Regions from separate parts of the Capra hircus genome. Here region 2 is linked to region 1. The links are chromatin contacts, called in public Hi-C maps. All regions are on one chromosome and are shown on one strand. The core of a region is the stretch at or near the end of the contact, and the rest is flanking DNA. Distances in the headings are between cores, read along the strand shown. Region 1 overlaps MAST2 (microtubule-associated serine/threonine-protein kinase 2). Region 2 holds the start of TSPAN1 (tetraspanin-1).

The links. A called contact is a pair of places that touch in the nucleus more often than the background predicts.
Region 2: a Hi-C map of blood shows a contact between it and region 1, with 8 times the contacts expected there. The contact joins the promoter of TSPAN1 here to the enhancer-like site in region 1. A contact is called at or near these places in 3 of 5 Hi-C or Micro-C datasets (blood and liver).

Annotation. Positions count from the first base shown.
Region 1 is chr3:20,687,592-20,690,932 of ARS1.2, forward strand. It overlaps MAST2 (microtubule-associated serine/threonine-protein kinase 2), which reads left to right. Exons shown (of 29, transcript XM_018043683.1): 23 at 1-34; 24 at 134-331; 25 at 956-1,182; 26 at 1,384-1,506; 27 at 1,926-2,062; 28 at 2,197-2,390; 29 at 2,692-3,341. Among named protein-coding and RNA genes, the nearest start is that of TRNAC-ACA, 74 kb to the right of the region's middle. Within about 2 kb of position 1,505, at least 1 of the 5 cell types and tissues checked has an H3K27ac peak or open chromatin away from gene starts, as enhancers often do.
Region 2 is chr3:20,855,488-20,858,974 of ARS1.2, forward strand. It overlaps TSPAN1 (tetraspanin-1), which reads left to right and starts at 1,482. Exons shown (of 8, transcript XM_005678519.3): 1 at 1,482-1,606; 2 at 2,062-2,126. The coding sequence starts at 2,070.

The sequences.
Region 1 (3,341 bases), core at 255-2,754:
GAGCCTGCTGGCCAGAGCAGCGCCCCCAGCCCAGGTGCGGCCCCGCGAGTGGAGGGCCTGGCTGGGGTGCTGCGGGGGGCCCGGAGTGGAGGCTCAGCTGCACAGTGGACCCCATTGCTCGCTTGGTCCACAGCCATGGAGACCCGAGGAGGCCGCGGAACCCCACAGCTGGCGGAGGGAGCCACAGCCAAGGCCATCAGCGACCTGGCGGTGCGCAGGGCCCGCCAGCGGCTGCTCTCTGGGGACTCCATAGAAAAGCGCACCGCTCGCCCCATCAACAAAGTGATCAAGTCCGCCTCAGCCACAGCCCTGTCCCTTCTCATTCCTGCCGGTGAGGCCCCCGGGGAGTGAAGACCAAGGTTCATAGCAAGGGCCTTGGCCTCTCTATGGGCCTGTGGCCAGGGCTCTGACCCCAGCAGGTGTGTCTGTGTGTTGTGTTGAGGAGCAGGTGTCAGAAAGACTGCGTGTCACTGCTGTCCGTTTGTTAAGGGACTGAGGATCAGTCTCGGGTTGTGTGTGTGCGCACCAGAAGGCAGATAGCACTTTGTGGCAAGTGCAGGCTCCAAGCCAGAGAGCTTACATTCAGATCCTGGCTCCATCTCTAAAGGGCCCTTGATCTTGAGGAAGTTGCTTAACCCCTTTGAGCTTCAAATTCCTCATCAAAAAATGTGAATATCCATAATGGTAGCTCATAGGATAATTGTGACATTCAAGTATGAAGTACTTGTATGGTCCCTAGAACATATAAGTAAGCGCTTAGTAAATGCTTGCTGCCATTTTCCATCACCTCCTGGGTCTGTGAGGGTCTGGGCACATGAGGGGGCTTTGCTGTTCGGAGGCTGTGGGGAAAACAGGCCTGGAGGCAGGCTCTGTGACTAGAGCTGTGTGGGGGCAACAGCCCAGATGGGCTGGGCTCAAGCGTGGACCTGCTAAGTCCCAGCTTCTCCTTCTCCAGAGCACCACTCCTGCTCTCCACTGGCCAGCCCCATGTCCCCACATTCCCAGTCATCCAACCCATCATCCAGGGACTCTTCTCCAAGCAGGGACTTCCTGCCAGCCCTCAGCAGCTCACGGCCCCCCATCGTCATCCACCGAGCCGGCAAGAAGTATGGCTTCACCCTACGAGCCATCCGTGTCTACATGGGTGACTCAGATGTCTACACCGTGCACCACATGGTGTGGGTATGTCGGGCCATCCAGACCTGTTGTCCCCCAACTTCATCACTCCTCTTCCTTCCTCTTACTAGGGCCTGTCTGTCCCTGCCCACACCACCCTCCAGGGTCAAAGGGTGGGGCGGAGAGGGGTCACAGCTTGATGAGCAGAAGTAGGCCCACCCTTCATGCCCAGGCTCCAGACTGAGGACTGTTCTCTCCCCGGCACAGCACGTGGAGGATGGAGGTCCAGCCAGTGAGGCAGGGCTGCGTCAGGGGGACCTCATCACGCACGTCAACGGGGAGCCTGTGCATGGGCTGGTGCACACGGAGGTGGTGGAGCTGATCCTGAAGGTCAGTGCTGGGAGTGCCACCTGCAACCCCTGCATGACCCCAGCCTTGAGTCTGTGACTGGCCGTAGGGGAGTGGGGCACACGCACAGCTGGCACTTAAGATAGGCGCCCATACACATGGGTGTGGCTGGAGCAGAGGGTTTTCCCTGGAAGGTGACACCCTCCTTGATCAAGGCGGGGATCCTGCCGAGCTGTGGAATTGAACACAGGCCTGTGAGCCTCTTCTCTCTCTTCCCAACCCTGAGCCACTCGGGCTCCAGTGGAGCTGTTTCCTGGTCTGTGAAGAGGGGAGGCGGTCCCTGTTTCAGACCTGGTGCTGCAGAGGCAGAAACTCATGCTGTGGACAGCCGTGCCAGGTGCGAGGGACCGGGGCAGGAACATGGCCACGGCCTTAGTCTAGGCGCATGCTCTGTTCCCCAGAGTGGAAACAAGGTGTCTATTTCAACAACTCCCCTGGAGAACACGTCCATTAAGGTGGGGCCTGCTCGGAAGGGCAGCTACAAGGCCAAGATGGCCCGAAGGAGCAAGCGGAGCCGGGGCAAGGATGGACAAGAAAGGTGAGCCAGACTCAGCCACGGGGGTCCACTCTGAGCCACGCCAGGGCCGGTGTGCGCCGGGCACCCCAGCCCCGGGCCCAGTGTGTGCTGTGCCCCGGTCAGAACTCAGACCACCTCTGACCTCATCTCTGCAGCAGAAAAAGGAGCTCCCTGTTCCGGAAGATCACCAAGCAGGCATCCCTGCTCCACACCAGCCGCAGCCTTTCTTCCCTTAACCGCTCCCTGTCATCTGGCGAGAGTGGGCCAGGCTCGCCCACACACAGCCACAGCCTTTCTCCCCGCTCTCCCACGCAGGGCTACCGGGTGACCCCTGAAGCCGTGCACTCAGGTATGGAGAGTTCCCTGCAAGTCGCAGAGCAGCCCCTTGGAGGTGGCAGAGTCCAGGGCCCTCTGTGCATCTCACCCATCCCTCTCCAAGGCTCTTGCTCAGCCCACCCCCAGCAGATCCAAAAGTCCTGGGGAGGAGGTGACAGGCGAGGGATGACCTCATGTCTGTAGCCCGAGCTCTGGTTCCCTGGTGGGGTCACCTTGATGATCTGGGACATTCCAGGGCTAAGCCCTGTTTTTCCCCTCAGTCACTTCTAAGAGCTAACTCCTCTACCTCTGTGTGTGTGTCTGTCTGTGCAAAGTTGGGGGGAATTCATCACAGAGCAGCTCCCCCAGCTCCAGCGTGCCCAGTTCTCCCGCTGGCTCTGGGCACACACGGCCGAGCTCCCTCCACGGTCTGGCGCCCAAGCTCCAACGCCAGTACCGCTCTCCACGGCGCAAGTCGGCAGGCAGCATCCCGCTGTCACCACTGGCCCACACCCCTTCACCACCGCCAGCAGCTTCACCTCAGCGTTCCCCATCACCTCTCTCTGGCCATGGGGCCCAGGCCTTCCCCGCCAAGCTCCACTTGTCGCCTCCCCTAGGCCGGCAACTCTCACGGCCCAAGAGCGCAGAGCCACCCCGCTCACCACTACTTAAGAGGGTGCAGTCGGCTGAAAAACTGGCGGCTGCACTGGCTGCTTCTGAGAAGAAGCTCGCCACTTCTCGAAAACAGAGCCTTGACCTGCCCCACCCCGAGCTAAAGAAGGAATTGCCCCCTAGGGAAGTCAGCCCTCTGGAGGTAGTTGGGCCCAGGAGTGTGCTGTCTGGAAAGGGGGCGCTGCCAGGAAAAGGGGTGTTGCAGGCTGCTCCCTCACGGGCCCTAGGGACCCTCCGCCAGGACCGGGCTGAACGGCGAGAGTCGCTGCAGAAGCAGGAAGCCATCCGGGAGGTTGACTCTTCGGAAGATGAC
Region 2 (3,487 bases), core at 232-2,731, 170 kb after region 1:
ACTGGGTTCAATCCCTGGGTTGGGAAGATCCCCTGGAGGAGGAAATGGTAACCCACTCCAGTATTCTTGCCTGGAGAATCCCAAGGACAGAGGAGCCCGGTGGGCTACAACCCGTGGGGTCACAATTGGACACGACTGAGCAACTGAGCACACAGCACATTCTGGATTCATTCATTCATTCATTCATTCATTCAGAAATGTGCACTTAACTTTCTGTATCTCTCTTTCCCCCTACTGAAAAAGCAGATGAAAACAGACTCTTATAGGATTATTGTGAAAGGTGAAAAAAAAACCTACGATATAAGTTACACATTGAAAACATGATCTGTACAAATATTCACGTTAACAGCCTTCCTCTCTTTCCTGTCTCTTCAGCTGCCTCCTCCCATTATAAAAACAAATTAAAAATCTTCCACCCCACACCCCCTCTGGCTGTGACTCTCTTTGTTCTGAACTTTTCACTCTGTGGTCATTCGCTTATGTCCCAGAATGGGAAGAAAAATCTCATTTTTAATCTCATCTTAAAACCCTGTAACTATCCTGTTATACAGACCAGGAAATAGAGGCTCAAACCCAAGTCTAAGAAATGCCCCCAGGGTCACACAGCTAATAAGCAACAGAACCAGGATTGGAGCACTTGGCTTGAGTGACTTAAAAGCCAAAGCTTTCCCAGCAGCTCAACATCAGCAGCCGGGAAAGGACTCGTGAAGATGGGGATAACAGAGCTGCAGAGCTTTCAGGGGAGGGCAGCGCTTTTGTGGGACCATGGTGCCCTCTGCTGGTAGGAATGGAAGGGGTGTATACAGAATGCTGAGAGGACAGAGGAGAGAAAAAGTGTGGGGAGGGAGGAAAGACGCAGAGAGAGAAAAGATGGGTTGAAGTTTCGTGGAGGGAGAAAGAGGAAGAGTCGTTTGTTTGCCACTCAGAGGAGGGGAAGAAAATGCCAAGCCTGGTCACTTCCTTGAAAGCATGTGTGGGCATGCCTGCCTGAGTGTGTGGGGTGTGTGTGTGTGTGTGTGTGTGTGTGTGTGTGAGAGAGAGAGAGAGAGTTTCAGGATGTATCTCAGATGTTGCTCTGCGGACTGTCGCTAGGAGCCAGCCCACACGGAGTTCACAGGTGTGTGTGCCTATGCAAGTGTGCATTGCGTGTGTGGGTGTGAGTATACAGCTTGGGCAGGCGTGTGTACCTGCGAGCATGTAGGATGTGTCCGGCCGACTCGGCAGGTGCAGGTTAGGAAGCAGCTGTGCCTTGCTGTGGAAGGTACACGGTTCTAGGGGGCTGCTCGCCTCAGCCCCAGACAGCTGTCTTACTCAGATCAGGAGGGGCGTTGTTGTGCTTGGCGTTGCCAGGCGGAGGCCAGAGGCTGCCGGGGCTGCGGGGAGGAAGCGGCAAGCAGCAGGGGGCAGCAGGGGCAGGCCAGCCGGGGGCGGGGGGCGGGCAGAAGGAGCCTTTAAAGCTCCTGCCCCGCCCACAGGTGAACAGTGCCGGGAGAGCCAGCGCCGTCTCCCGCCTGCCCACTCAGTGGCAGTTCCCCTGGAGCTGTGGTCCTCTCTGGAGCCTCAGCGGATCCCTCTTACAGAACTTACTACCAGGACCCCTGACCAGGTGATGGCATAGGATAGACTCTCCTGCGAAGAGAGAGCAATCTGGAAACAGGTTTGGGGAGCTGGAAGGGCCATGGGGAGGGTCCTGGAAGAGTCTAGGATTGGTCTGGGGTGGTGGGAGTGGAAAGTCCAGGGTAAGCTGGAGCCAGGTAACGACATGGAGTGACCCTGAAGTGGGGGAATCAGGCTTGGGGTGCGTGTGGGATGGACACATGTGGGATGTTAGAATTTCAAAGTGTCAGGTGTTAGTAGAGGTCCTGGGCAGTACAGAAAGTTAGGGGTATCAGGATGGGAACTGGGGAAAATCCTGAGGTGTCAGAGTCCAGAGACATCAGAGTCCAGAGGCAGAAGCTCGGTAAATATGTGAGTCCAGGATGCTGGAGTCTGGTATGTCAGTCCAGGCTGGGGGAGGCGGGCAGGGAGCGAGATCCTAATTCCCACATGTCTGCCTCCCAGGAGCCACCATGGGGTGCTTCAGCTTCATTAAGGTCATGATGATCCTCTTCAACATGCTCATCTTTGTAAGTATGGGGTTTATGGGTTCTTTGGGGTTCCCTACAGGAGTGGGTCTTAGCCTGAGTAGAGCCCCTACTGGGGAATAAGAGATTGCTATGTCCACACTCTTCCTGAAAGTTTCTCCTGATGATGAGATGTGGAAGTCTCCCTGAAGGCTGAGTCTTGGCTCCAGGAGCAGCCTAGCTGCCGCACAACCTGGGGTGGAGAAGTTTAGGGGCATCCTCTCCTTCCAGGAAGTTTCAGGCTTAGAGCAGGGCAGAGTAGGCTAACAGGCTGGGGCCTCAGGGAGGGGCAGGGGTTTGCCCAAGATCACCTAGCATGGAAGGAAATTCAGTGGCCTGTGTATGATGGGGAGCCAAAAGCCGAGAAGGTCCAGAGATATGGGAGTAGAGTTTCAGCTGCAAGCGGAATTTGTTGTATTTTTTCAACAAACACTGCCTAAAACTCTGTGCCCTCAGGGATCCTGGGTCCAACAGGCCAGATAGGCAGCCAGTTTTCCATATGTGTGGTCTGATCACAGAGCGCATTGGAGGGGCTTGAACCCTGCCTAGTCAGAGAAGACTTCTAGAAGGAAATAGCTGAGGCTAGGAATTTGCACGTAGTGAGGGGGTTGGTAAAGCATGCAAAAAGGCCCAGAGGCAATGAAATCAGATATTGTTCAGAAAACCAGGGACAGACTGTATAGGGCATGTTTGAGGAAGCTGAGCAATGAGGCATGAATCTAGAGATGGTGGTAAAATTGGGGAGAAATGGACAACATGGACAAAGGACAAAGCCCTTGGATGGTGGCTGAGGATGGAGGAAGGGGCAAGCGAGACAGAGGTCTTGGAGATAATGACCGCATCTCCTCTCCGTTGAGAGCAAACCTGGTGGGTACTTCACCAGCAGCCATGTACCCAGTGGACTTGCAGCTCAGGATATTTGGAAGTCGTGTGCCCATAGGTGGTCACTGAAGCCATGGGCAGGGTGCGCACACACAGGGTGAGTGAACTCCAGGAAACTCAGTTTCTAAGGGGTAAACAGAGAAAAGGCTACCAGGAAGCAAATGGAGAAAGAGCATAAGGAAGCAAAGCAGGAAAGCAAGGTGTCAGAAAGTCAAGGAGGATACACCCATGGCTGAGCACAGGTTGTCACCAGAGACCTTGAAGCCTCAGGAGACTGGGTGAGAGTGAGCAAAGCATGAGGAAATGGAGGTATGAAGTGCAGGTGAATTTGGAGGAATTGGGCTGGGGGTGAGGACACTCTCTGATGCTGGTGTGGCCTGTGCCTTGGGCTTCTTCTCCTTTCAGGGAATTAGCCTTTATCCCTGTATCTGAAGGCAGCAGGATTGCAGGGATCTGGAGCACAGGGGCTCTGGCCCGAGGGG